Regions from separate parts of the Arachis hypogaea genome. Here region 1 is linked to region 2. A link is a contact called in public Hi-C data. All regions are on one chromosome and are shown on one strand. The core of a region is the stretch at or near the end of the contact, and the rest is flanking DNA. Distances in the headings are between cores, read along the strand shown.

Region 1 (6,987 bases), core at 2,876-5,375, 150 kb before region 2:
TTTTATTGATATTTATGATTAAAATTAAATATTTGTTACCATAATTTTGCCTAATAGCCTGCGAAAATAAGAGTGATTCTTTTTGTCTCATTATTTCATATTTTGTGCATATAAATACTTATTTCTTTTTTAATTTTACAACTTATGTTGTTAAATTAACAAATAATATGCATAAATATAAATATTTTTTTAATGCAAATTGAAAATAAATATTTTTTATTTAAATAAAAAATAACAAATTAGTATCTTATAAATAAAGTAACAAATTAATTCTCATTTTCTTTAAAAAATTATTGAGGTATTAAATTATTTAAAATTTTAAAAATAAAAACAATTTTTTATTTATTAGAAATGATTTGTTATTTTTATGATATAGAAAAATTTATAATTATTTTAATGAAGTATTATTTTTGATTTAGCTATTTTAACACACAAAAATTTGTAAAAATTGACTATTTTAACCATATTAAAAGTTCATGAACATATAAAATTTAACAATCTTAAAAGTTCTTAACTATGATTATCTTAACATTTAAAGAAAAAAACCATGATATTTAAATTATTTCACATACAAAACTATTTCTGTGTTAATCTTGTTTTTTTTTTTCTTTTACAAAAGTATTATATTATATAATTCGTTGCATAAGTTACTAATACCCCGTGTAATTTTTTTTATAATTTAATCAAAGTCCATCGTTTCAAAGAAGGAATAAGAACATCACAATCATGTCGAGCCACATAACACTAGATGACCAATTTTATCTTTTTCTCTCTCATAATAAGGTTAGTCTTGTACATTACAACAAAATTACACGACAAATAAATTACAAGCAATCGGATCCCACTTGAAATTTTGATCTTCTAAAATAGTAGCTGATATACGTAAAGTTTTTCCTATATATATTATATATGGGTGAATGCTATAATATTTATATTATAGTAGTATCTTAAGAATATTGTTAAAATTAAAATAATATTTTTTATTATATAATAATTTTTTAATTTAAAAATACAAAATATTACTAAAATATAAACAAAGTGTAACATTAGTTTTAATAAAATTTATATATCTTATGGTCACTATAATTATAGGCATGATATATAAACTCTATCTTATATATGACGAAAATGGAGAGACATTTAGTATGTAATTTTTTTATAAAATATATTTATTAAATTTATTATAATAAATAAAAAAATAAATTAATAAATTAGTGTCTATAATATATTAATATATAAAATTTAATTTTAATATATTAATATAAAAATATTTTTCACGCATTTAATTATATATTGATATATTATTACTACTTTCTACGATTATCATTTAAATAGTCAAATAATTTATAATGTGAATACAAAAAAAAATGGGTTATGTTACGTGTACACTAAAACCAGCCACCATTATAAAATATATATTGAAATACAAATATACTATGAAAATAAATTAAATCACACATATATTTATATATAAATACATTGGTAGCTAGTGATGAAGAAAGATTGTGAGAGATCATGAGAGCGAGAGAGTGTGGGGAGTGGGGAAACACCAGGCAGGGTCGGCCTGTGCATACTCAACATCTAGTTCAGGATCCAAGAGTTTGGAATCGAGAAAAGTTTCTTCAATTGGAACAGGACTCTTTCACCATCTTCGTGGACAGACTACTGGGAGACATATCGAAGCGGGAGTTGTTTGGATTGTTCTCTTGGACAGGGAGGATCAACGACATTTACTTATCTAGGAAGACAAGGGGTAGCTTGGTGTACTTGTTTGCGTTTATCCGGTATACTACGAAAGGTGGAGCATTGAAGGCAATCTCGGATATGAACCGAATGCGCTTACGGGAAAATGAGATTTTTGTTAGTGAGGCTAGATTCCGGAGGGGTGACTCCAAGGGGAGTAAAGGCCAGGACAGTGCTGGTACGAGGTTGGGTGCTGACAAGAGGGTGGTTGTTTGTGGGAACTCTGTTGATAAGGAGGGAAATTCTGGGGTAGCCAGGGTGGTCGAGTGTGAGTCAAATGTCAATTTGGACAAGGTTCAGTTGGACGTAATTAAGAGTGATCCTCAGCAACGGTGTTGGCCGAAGGGTACAGAGGACACGGGGGTACGGGTCATTAAGGCTTCACTGGTAGAAAGCAATATGGACTGGTTGCGGCGGAGCATTGTTGGTAGTACTTGGAAAGCTATTGATTACAGCCGGTTGAACGCCATAGCTCGACGGGAGTGGCCCCATGTGGTGTAGGTTTGTGAGTTGGGGGCTCACAAAGCCTTGCTAATTTTCGATAGTAACTGCCGGGCGGATGAGGCTCTAACGTTTACTATGAATGGCCTCCTGAAATTTTTCTATCGTGTTTGTCGTTGGAGTGAGACTGACCGGTGTGATAGGAGAAGAGTCTGGATCGAATGCAGTGGGATATCGTTCATGTATGGTCTGAAGATACGTTCCGATTAATTGGTGAACAGTAGGGAGAGGTGGTGAGTTATGATCCAGCAACAATATCGGGAGTGTCTTTCAGCGTGGGACGTGTGTTGATTGATACGGCCAGGTATGAGGTAATTCATGAACGAATTGGTATCTCTGTTGGAACGGATATGTTTGATACATTTGTCACAGAGGTGGGGAGTGGAGCCTATGCTTCCCTGGATCATGAGACGAATGTTGGTAGGGGAGGTAACCGGGGCCTCGTTATTGGAGGAGGTTGTGCTACTGGAGGTCGTGGATGTACTGTTGAGGATGCTCGGGGTCATGAGCAAAGGGTGAGCTGGGATGCAGCGGCGGAGTTGATGGCGGGGACAGCAAGGGAGGACGAGCCGGTGAAGGGTCGAGTTGTAATTTTCTCGGAGATTTTGAATGAGTGGAGTAACAAACTTTTAAATTTTGAACCGAAGAGAGGTACAACCAAGGCAGTTATTTCCAGTGTGACGAAGGCTAAATGTGCGGAGTCTTCACCGAACGATGAGGGCGCTGACTCAGAGAGGACTTTGTCCTGGGATCTGGCAACGGGGAGGGAGGTGGCTGAAGGGGACGTCACTAGTGGTAGGAGATGGGTGGGTCCAAGTGAAGTTCACGTGACTCCTTCTAGTGGGGTAGCCCAAAACGGTTCAACGAATTCTAAGGATGTTCAATTGGGCTTGTAGTTTGGTAGCCCACTTGATGGGTGTGTGAGGAGGCGGGAGTTGGGCCAGGCTGATTGTCAAGTGGCACAGGCAGTGGGTCAGGTCCAGTCTGAGGTCTCTGTGAGTGAGGGCACGTGGTCAATAAGTGGTGCCTACCAACAATATGCCGATGACTCTGCAGGAGCCATGGAAGGGCATGCAGCGTGCAAGGAGGTGAGACGAGAGGAAAGGGTTGGTCCAGGGGACGCGTTAGGGTGCTCGCGGTTGGCACCTACGGTGGTGCACGAGGAAGGCGCGATTTGCCTATGGTGGGAGGGGGAAGCCGCTTCGGGTGTTGGCAGGCAGCCTGGCTGCTGCTAAGCAACCGAAGCCCCTGGTGGTGGTTGAGGAGATTGGCACAGATGGAAGGGCGGGGCGGATTATTGTGGCTGGGGATTTGGGTGAAAAGGGGAAGGTTGGACATGGCGTGGGGGTTCAGTTTGGGCTTGATGGGTACGGCGAGGATGATAAAATTATGGTAACCGATTGGAAGTGTGATAATGACCGAGTAGTAGGGGAACGTGGTATTGCTGAGGAATTGGGTGTAGCTATAGTAGCACAATGCGCTGGGGGGTTATAGTGCCAAGAGAGCTTGGCAAAAGGTAATGCAGCGGCTGACCCAGTTACCGGTGCAGCGGCCAGTCTGTCGGTGACGTTGGTGACAGAGGGATCGGGGGAGGGAGTATTGCTGGCAGGTTTCGAGCCTGACCCACATGTTGAAGAAAGCGACGGTGATTCGGAAACGTCTGGCACCAAAAGAGCAGAAGAAATACAAGAAAATAGAAATGCTTGGACCCTGGCGGTGGAATCTGGAGCGCTGCCTTATGATGAGGAAGAGGATATAATGGCGATATTCCAGGCACAGAATGAGAAGATCGCTTTGAGGAAGAAGCTGGCTAAACAGAAAGAAAAGGCTAGAAGAAGTCGTCCAAAAAATAGAAAATAGGTGTGTACTACTGTTTTAAAATGACTTTTGCATCCTGGAATGTTCGGGGGTTGGCGGGGACTGAAAAATTGAGTATGGTCAAAAATTTTAGAAAGAAGTTCAATGTGCATGTGCTAGGCTTAATAGAGACAAAGAAAGAGGTGATGACTAAATTTGAGGTTGTGCAGTTGTGGGGTAATGATGGAGTGGGTTGGGAGTTTGTGGAGGCAGAAGGTGCTTCTGGCGGCCTGTTATTGATGTGGGATAGCACGGTTTTTAACTTAAGTAGTTGCTATAAAGGAGCTAGGTGGCTATGTGTGGATGGAGTGTTGTTAAAGAATAATTTTCGGTGTGCGTTCTGTTTGGTGTATGGTGAACATGATAGGGAGGAAAAGCTTGTAGTGTGGGAAGAGCTAAGCTTCTTGTCCGGCTTATGCCAGGTACTGTTCTGTTTTATGGGGGATTTTAACGAGATTGTCCAAGTGGAAGAACGACTGGGGGCCACGTCTCTGCCATGGTCTGTAGCAGAGTTTAAATCTTGGGTTCATGATATGGAGCTGATGGATCTAGTTTTATCTGATAGGCGGTTCACATGGTTCCGGGGCCAATCATGTAGTCGTATTGACAGGGTCTTGGTTAGTTTGGAATGGTTGGAAGAATTTCCTAAAACAAGGTTACAAGGAAGTCCAAGAGGGCTGTCAGACCATTGTCCAATGATTATGAACGTAACTAGGTTGGGAGGGGAGCCGAGACCGTTTCGGAGCCTGGATTCATGGTTTACTCACGATGGGTTTTTGAGGATGGTAAAGGAGGAATGGAGGAGTCTCAGGGAGATTCAGTTCATGGATAAATTGAAGGCTATGACGGCCCCACTGGGGAGATGGCATAGAGAGCAGTTTGGTGATCTGGACATAAGGATTAACAAGTTTGAGGAGGAGATCAGGAAGGTAGATGATATGGTGAGTCATGGAGTATATGATGGAACAATGGAGGCGAGAAGGAAGGCGCTTGTGAGCTCTTGTAAGAAATGGTATATCAGAAAGGAAATCCACTGGAAGCAGATGTCACGGTCTAGGAATGCTAAGGAGATGGATAAAAACACTAGATACTTTCATAATCTCGCATCGGCTCGTAGGAGAACAATCGAATTGAAGCCTTACGGATCCATGGGAGAGTAGTAAGGAATCAAGCACGGATCAAGGTAGCTATAAGAGATTTCTATAAAGAGTTGTATCACCAGGAACCTTCACCTAATATTGGGATCCGGGATGGGCTGATTAGGCGAATAATTGGGGAGGAGGCAGCAGAGCTGGAGTTGATGTCAAGTGTAGAAGAAATAAAGGCTGCAGTGTGGGATTATGGGTCTTCAAAAGCTCCTGGTAGTGATGGGTATAACATGAATTTCATAAAAAAGTGTTAGGCAGAGATTGGGAGGGAATTCACGGAAGCAGTGTTGGGGTTCTTCCAATCAGCTATGCTACCTAGGGACTCGAACGTCACTTGGGTGGCGCTGGCACCGAAGTTCGTCGGAGCTACAGAGATAAAAGATCTTCGGCCGATTAGTATGGTGGGGTACGTTTATAAGGTCATATCTAAGGTGATGGTTCAAAGGATGCGACATGTGATGCCAGGTTTAGTAGGCGAGACTCAAAGTGCTTTTGTGCAGGGCAGGAAAATCCACGACGAGGCTTTGATAGCGTGTGAAACTGTGCATTGGCTAAAGTCCAGAAGACGAAGCTCTGCAATTATTAAACTGGATTTTCAGAAGGCGTATGATCGGGTCAAATGGAGTTTTGTCGATATCGTTCTGCAGAAGATGGGTTTTGGATATCGTTGGCGGAGGTGGATCAAGGGGTGTGTATGTTCTGCGTCCATGTCAGTTCTTATCAATGGAGCTCCCACTAAGCCTTTCAAAATGGAAAGGGGGTTACGACAAGGAGACCCTTTATCGCCCTTTCTGTTTGTGTTAGTTGTTGATGTTCTTCATCGAATGATCGGAGAGGCGGTGAGGAATGGCCGTATACTTCCGCTCTTGGTTGGACGGGATAACATTGAGTTGTCACACTTACAGTTTGCAGACGATACTATTCTTTTTTGCCCTCCAGAGGAAGCGACCATAAAGAATTACAAGCGTCTACTGCGGTGCTTTGAGCTGATGTCGGGGTTGAGTATTAATTTTGAGAAGTCAAGTTTCATTCCGGTTAACTGTGAACAGCTATGGACGCGGAAGATATGTTGCTTGCTGGATTGTAAGGAGGCAGCCCTCCCTGTTCGGTACTTGGGCATCTCATTGGGAGCGAATCCGAGGCTTGTGAAAACGTGGCAACCAGTGATTAATAAGGTGGAAGACAAACTGAGCCTGTGAAAAGCAAAGACACTCAATAAGGCGGGTAAGCTGGTGCTCATAAAATCTGTCCTTAATAGCTTGCCTATATACTATCTGAGCTTGTACAAGATGCCAAAGGCAGTAGCAGAGAAATTGATTTCCTTACAACGTCGATTCTTGTGGAGTAAAGAGGATGGGAGGATGGGGATGCCACTAGTGAGGTGGGAGGGAGTAATGGCGCTTAAAAAGGTGGGTGGTTTGGGAGTAGGAGATGCAGTGCTTCGGAATACTGCTCTTCTGTTTAAGTGGTGGTGGCGGTTTTCGAAAGAGGAGTGCCCCCTTTGGAAGAAAGTGGTTTGTTCTTGTAATAGCATGAATCCTTCTGAGATGCTGCATGGGCAACCTGTTCCCAAAAGAGGGGGTCCTTGGAAGGATATCTATCAGCTTCAAATAAGAGAGCCACAAGTTAGAGAGACGATGATCAGAGGCCTATCAATGGAGGTTGGGAACGGCAGAACAACCTGGTTCTGGGAGCACGTCTGGCTCCCTGATGGGGTCTTGAAAGATTTTTTTCCAAG
Region 2 (7,494 bases), core at 4,904-7,403:
GAGGGGCTGCTCGATCGTGGCCCGTGGGTGCTTTCTCTTCTGCCCGTGGTGGCTATGCTATGCTTTCTCTTGTGAGAGTGTGAGACTGAGATTAGGATTAGGGTTCGTTGCGTTTAACTTCTCTTTTTTTTCACCTTCAAAACGACGCCGTTTAGTAGTTTAATATCCAAACAAAAAACCGCTTAAAAACTGGACGGTTCTTCCAGTCCACCGATTAACCGCCGGTTCGACCAGTTTTCTCACTGGTTTTTTGCCAGGCGGTTTTTTGCCTTACCCGAATTGGCTAGGTGACCGGTTTTCGGTTTTTCTAGTTGAACCGGCCGGTCTGATTCAGTTTTCAGAACCATGATTGGATATCATATTTATATCTGTCGATTCGCGCCGAATAATAAATAATGATATATATATTGTATTAATATTTTATTTTAATTAATAATTATTATTTATATATGTTGTATTATTTTATATTTATTATTTTTAAAAAAATAGTTTAATAATATTTTAAAAATAAATATATTTAAAAAATGAAAAAATTTTATTTTAATAAATAAAATAAATGTAATATTAACCAAAATAAATATTTTTACTAGTATTTACCAAAATAAATTCCCCTGCCATATCTCGTTTATACTGTAAACGAGATATGGCTAGTCAGGCTGACACGTTTACTGGTTATATCGGACAGATCTCAGGCCATCAAGGCCGCTCTAGGAGCCGATGATAGTGGGTGGCATCCCCCTAGGGCGTTCCATGCTTACTGTATTAGACATATGGCTGCGAATTTCATGAGTTGGTTCAAGTCAGTCGAGGGCAAGCGATACCTCATAAACCCTGCTTACAGTCCAAGTCAGGCCGAGTTTGAGTAGTACATGGATGCAATGAGGGGCGTCTCTCCGGCGATGGCAGACTGGGCTGGTCGGTTCAGAAAGGAGATTTGGCTTCAGCATTTCGACAGTAGTCGGAGGTTTGGACACATAAGAGACTGCAAAAGTTGTTTGTTACAAAGGGTAGGGAAGCGCAGAGCCAGTTGGCGGCCGGAAACCGCTTCTCACAGAGACTCTTAGCGGCCATTGAGAAGAATAGGGAAAGCTTTCCGAAGATGCGTGTGACCCATTGCGATAGGCGGGCATCCATGTTTGTTGTGGAGGAACTAGAGCCGTCAGAAGGGTGGGGTCATGGTTCATTTCGGGTTCGGCTATCGGAGGGCACATGTGATTCCGGTTTATTCCAGTCTCTCCACTATCTGTGCCGGCACGCACTTGCCGAGTGTGCCGCTGCTAGCATTGAGTGGGCCCTGTATGTGCATCCAGTCTACCGGCACCCTAAACCTAGCACAAGTGGATAGAGTTCTAAATTAACCCTACAGACCTAACTCCTAACTCATATACCAACGTTCCAGATCTTCATGACTACCCTAACAATGGCAACATCATTAAATTTAACAACCATAATGAAACTAACCTCGAAGTCGGCCGCCCCAGCATCATGTATCGTCTCGTTCAGCCTGTTTATGTCCCTGTCATTCCCCACTTGGTGCGCCATCACCGCTTGGGTCAAAGGTATAGTCAGAAAGGGTTAAAAGAGGAGAGAAAGATGTTGACAAAGTCAAACTGGAGTCTGGAAGTCAGCTGTAAACGACTTCTATATATAGGCGTGAACGGGCCATATCTCGTTTACACTGTAAACAAGATATGGCAAGGGAATTTAAATCGGTAAATTCTCTAAAAAATATTTATTTTTGTAAATATTACATTTATTTTATTTATTAAAATAAAAAATCCGAATGGAAAAATAGACTTTATTAAAATGAAAAATTATTTTATTAACTTTTTTATAGAAACAAGTTTTTTTAATATTTTTTATTTTGTGGATATATATTATATCCGATCCGATTTGATCCGCACATCGGATTAGATTGGATACGAGCATAAAAAGTTCAAATATTGAATTCGGTCCGACAAATTTAGTGCAAATTAGATTGAAATTTTTGCCATATCTAATCGGATCTACAAATACCACTATTTGTATTACCGAAATACCCTTGAAAAGTGAAAACACACGGTACATCCTGTTGACAGTAAATATTAAACGCCTCTTTGAATTATTTAACCAAATTTGGATTTTTTTTTAATAAAAAACACTTAAAAAATTAAATTTATTTGAATACTCTTATCTATCTTCTATCTATTATTTATCTATTATATAAAAAAAATATAAGAATAGTTTAATGCTCAAATTATTTTATCAAAATGTTATTCATTATATATAATTTATAAAGTAAAATCTTTTGTTACATACTATCTTAACTAATTTTAAATTTATCATCATCATTATTTTTAGGGGTAAGTATTTTTTTGTCCCTAACGTTTAGGGTCAGAATCGAAACAGTCTTCAATGTAATTTTTAATTTAGAATCATTCTTAACGTTTTATTTTCATATTAAAATCGTCTTTTTTTAATAAAATTTTTAATTTTATTACTAAATTACCCTATTTTAATAAATAAAAAAATTATAAAATTAAAAAAAAAAAAGAAAAAAACGCGAGGGGGAGGGGAGAAAGGAAAAAGGAAAAGGAAAAGGGAAAAGGCGCGAGAGGGGGGAGGAAAAGGGGAAAGGGAGAGGGGGAAGGGGGGATGGGGGATGACGCCGGCGAAACTTGAAGACGCCGTCGCCGTCAGCAGCTTTGACGAAAATCGAAAAGAAAGAAAGAAAGAAGAAAGGAAAGAGGGGCTGCGATGGGAGAGAAGAGAAGAGGGAAAGGAGATGCATCGGCGCTACTAGGGCTCGCTGCCGTCGTCGCATCGTCATCGGGCCTTGGAGGGAAACCACGCCGTTGAGTCGTCGCTGCCGATTCGCCCACGAGCTCCCGTCGGGGAAGCAGAACAATGAAGAGAGGGAGATGCGCGAGGAAGAAGAAAGGACGAAGCGCGAGGCGGTGACGGAAGGGGAAGAGGCAAGGGCGGCGCTGGTGGTTCTACTTCGGCTTCTGCATCTGCTTCTTCTTCTGCATCTACTTCTGATTCTGCTTCTGCATCTGCTTCTGCTTCTTCTTCTACTTCGCCTTCTACATCTGCTTCTTATTCTGCTTCTGTATATGCTTCTTCTTCAGCTTTTGCGTCTGTGTCTTCTTTTGCTTTTGCTTTGTTTCTGCTTTGCTTCTACTTCTGATTTTGATTTTGATTTATTATTTTTCTGATTTTATTATTGTTGTGTATTGATTTTGTTGTTGAATTTGATGTTGTTGTTTCTGAACTTAAATAATATGTTATTGTTAGTGTTCTTGAATCTGATTATTAGTATTTGATGGGAGTAAGGGAGGTGGTAGTGGTGGAGTAAGGGAGGTGGTGGTGGTGGTAAAGGTACTGGTAGTGCTAGAGGGTATTTTTGTCCGTAAAAAGTTAAAAGGACGATTTTAATACGAAATAAAACGTTAAGGACGATTCTAAATAAAAAATTACGTTAGGGACGATTTTGATTCTAATTTAAATATTAGGGACAAAAAAAATACTTACCCCTTATTATTATTATCATCGTCATTATAAAAAGGTGGATTAATACACTAGTTTATATAATTTTTTTTGAATAATCAAGCATACAACAATTATGGGGTATGTTATGTTTGAATATTAACGAATCATGATATACATCCAAGTCTTTTTGACAATTAAGTATAACTAAGTTGGTCCAAATCTAATAAAAATCAATTTTATTAGTTAGAGCGTGAATACACGCTTCAACTACGTGAATATTCTTGCATTCCTCTCCTCCTCCTCCTCCTTCTTCTTCTTCTCTTTCTTCTTTGCGTTTCTCCTCCTTCTTTTTCGCATTCCTTCTTCTTCTTCTTCGCTTGTTTTCTTCTCATAATCGCTCTTTTATTGCTGTTGTTGTTATTGCATTTTTTCTTTTTCATCCTCCTCCTCTTTCTAGTAATTTTTCACCATTATGTGTTTCTTCTTTTTCTTCTTTATTTGATTTTTTTGTTTTTATTGTTGTTAAGAAAATAAAACCAGAAGAATAATGAGAAGATAAAACAAGAAGAAGATGATGAATAAGACAAGTAGAAGATGATGATAATGATGAAGAAGAAGATGATGATGATAATGATGAAGAAGAAGGAGGAGGAGGAGTTTTGAGTTCGGTGCATGATTTAACTTTGTTGCATTCTGATCTTAACTTGTTTTAAACTGAGTTTGTTTGTGTGTCATCATCATTAAAAAATTTTGGTACATTCTGGATTTGAATTGTTATACATATAAAAAGAAGACAATGATAATAACAATAACGATAACGATGATGATAATAATGATGATGGAGGAAGAAGAGGAGAAAAAGAAAGGAGGAGACGAAGAAATTTAAATGAGAAAAGAAGGAGGAGGAGGAGATGGAGGTGGTGGTGGTGGTGACGACGACGATAACAAAGGAGAAAGACGAGAAAAAAAGAGGAAGAAGAGGAGAAGAAGAAGAAGAAAATGATGATAATGAAAAAGGGGGAAGAGGAGTTTTGAATTATCATTTAGTAATTTCGGTGTATTCTTGATTTAATTTCGGTGCATTCTGGTTTAAACTTGTTTTAAATTGAGTTTGTTTGTGTGTCGTCATCATTAAAAAATTTCGGTGCATTTTGGATTTGAACTGTTATACATGTAAAAGAAGAAGACGACGATGATGACAATAACGATAACCATAATGACAATGGAGGAGAAGGAAAAGGAAGGAGGATATAGAAGAAATTCAAATGAAAAAAAAAAAGAGGATGAGAAGGAGGAGGAGATGGAGGTGATGGTGTGGTGGTGACAACGACAATAATAAAAGAAGAAGATGAAGGAAAATGAAGAAGAGGAGGAGAAGAAGTCCGCAAAGAAATTAGAAAAAAAAAATGAAGTACGCAGAGAAAGAAATTGTCAAAAAACAATTACATATAGTAGTGTATTTAGTCAAAAAGTAGTTAAAAATAATGACACGTGATGTCAATTAGGTTATACCAATTTAATTAGATTTAGTTGAATAATTAACTTAATTTTCGAGCATTATTGTGCTTATAATCATGAATACTTTAACGTATAAACTGTATGTTAGTTTTGATTATTAGTTGAGTTGAAAAATGATTATTTTTGTTTTATAATAGACCTTATGAGTTCCCAGACATGTTCCTAACCTAACAAACCTACCAAAACAAATAAAAAGTAGTAGTTTGGGATGAACCCATGAAAAAAAGCAGGGTCGAAAGAAATAGATATTCTTAATATTTTTATTTTTTCAAAGTGTAGTTTTTTATTATACATTTTTTAGTAAGACAAAAAAAATATGTAAAAAAAATATTAAATAATATAAAAAATTACCCTTTACAAAAAGATTAGAAAAATTGAGATGATCTATTTCTGTTCTGAGAGGTAGGGGTGTGCATGGGTCTGGTGAAACCGGATTTGATGTGATTCAGATCCGACCCGAAATATATATCGGGTCTATTTATTAGACTCGAACTCGACTCTAGACCCGATGAAATCTATACACTTTCGGGCTACGATTAAACCGGGTAAAAACTGGGTAAAAACTGGGCCATTAACACTACATTATCTTGATACTTTTTTATAAGCTAGCATGTGAAAATATCCAAATTTCTAAGACTCCAACCATTATTTGCATGGTAAAATTCACTTAGAATAATATAACAAGAACCAACTCTTCTCTAAAATTAAAGCATAACAACCATAATCAATACTAATATTGTCTAATAACACCAAATATTTAAATCAATATAAATAACACAATATTATACATTAGTCTAAAATCTTATGCATTTTAAAAATAAAACATTAACTTATAGTCTTATAATAACTAATAACACAAAATATTACAATACTTAAATTTCACATAAGAATAACCATCATTCATCACTAATAACACAAAATATTAATTGTGTATGATGACCGGACCACCGGATCGACTTCAGGTGACCCGAATTATGGTCCGAACCCGACCCAAAATAATGACCGGATCTATTTTTTAAACTTTATCCGACTCTAAATCCGATAAAATCACATCAAAATAATTTCTAAAATATTCGGGGCCGGATCAGATTTTCGAGTCGAGTCGGATCATGCATACCCTACCGAAAGGGGACAAAAGAGGGATTAAGGAAGAGGGAGAGAGAATTGAAATTTGAGGAAATGAAAGAGGCGGGATAACTGATTTGGTGATGGCCAGAAATTAGGGGGCCACGTGTCTGAAGTTGGTCGGCATTTTCCGTTTTGGCTCAGTGTGCGAGACTCTCTCTTCCTTCTCATTTCTAAACCCACTTGCTTTCTTATTTTTTCTCTTAACCCTTTTTCTTCCATTTTTCTTTCTTGTGCCCATCACTTCCCTAATCCTAAGACATTCGCATTCACATTCACATTCACAATTTAGTAATCAGTAGCATCAGTTCCTTACTCTCGTTTGTTTCCCTCAAATCCCAGTCTTTTCCATCGCTTCAATTTCCGCACCAGGTTAGTCATCGCAAAATCATACATTTCTTCGGAGTGTTGTTGTTGTTGTTGTTATTATTATACGCTTGTACAATTCATTTTGCGACGGATGAATCGTGATTTTCTGTTCTTGATTGGTTATTTACTCTCTGATTGGAGGTTCTTGACTTAAAGCTAACCTTACTTCATTTCCAAAATTTGGAATATGCTGTTGAACACAGAGTCAGGACTGTACTTCGGTTTATGTTAATAATGGATTAATCTGGAAAACAATAAATATGCATCTTTTTTCTTGGTTTTCTTTAATCTTGGTCAATGAGTTCTAGCTTTAGGCTTTGTAATGACATGACATGACATGAGAGGCGTGGAGATTCTAAATTTTCCAGATATGTTTCTCTTGCTATCTCTCTTTAGGGTTTTGGACTTTATGCAAAGAGCTGGATTTGCAATCTGAGATTTTTATTTATTCATATTATTGATTTTTCTTTTTAAAAAAATGGTTTGAATCGCATGACATTTATCCTTGTTGATTCCTGATAATTGAATAAGAAATCTTAGTCCTTTGGGAAATTTGGTTTCCCTTCCCATGCAGGTTCCTGCCATAGATTTAGCCCCCAAAACTTTAGATGGAAGGTTCTGATAATTCTGATTTAGATTTTAACCAAAAGGGTGTGGAGGCGACACCGTATTATACACCACATCAGAAACCAAGTTTACCAGAGTCTGGCCCTGAACCTGTCAATATTGACTTCTCGTCTCCAGGCTCAGGTGTTGATAGCTTCGGGACTTCTGTGAAGGAGGAGCCTGGATCGTCTTCCTCGACATCCTCAGATTCGGAGACAGAATCTTTTAGTCTATCTGGAACTGACATCCATGAGACACCTGTGAATACTGATGAAAAAGGGCTGCCTAAAGGTATTAAGATGCAAGAATTTCCTGATACTGATGCAGAGCAACACAGTCATAAACTTGGGGAGGATAAAACAGATAGCTTTCTGATGGGACAGAATAGAAATTATGAAGAGTTGG

The links. A called contact is a pair of places that touch in the nucleus more often than the background predicts.
Region 1: a contact with region 2 is called in a Hi-C map of leaf, with 1.6 times the contacts expected there. The contact joins the promoter of LOC112786056 here to the promoter of LOC112783007 in region 2. A contact is called at or near these places in 2 of 8 Hi-C or Micro-C datasets (both in leaf).

What each region holds. Positions count from the first base shown.
Region 1 is chr20:99,989,838-99,996,824 of arahy.Tifrunner.gnm2.J5K5, reverse strand. LOC112786056 reads left to right here and starts at 4,125. Exons shown (of 1, transcript XM_025829480.1): 1 at 4,125-5,261. The coding sequence starts at 4,125. The coding sequence ends at 5,261.
Region 2 is chr20:99,839,895-99,847,388 of arahy.Tifrunner.gnm2.J5K5, reverse strand. LOC112783007 reads left to right here and starts at 6,153. Exons shown (of 2, transcript XM_025825726.2): 1 at 6,153-6,486; 2 at 7,058-7,494. The coding sequence starts at 7,092.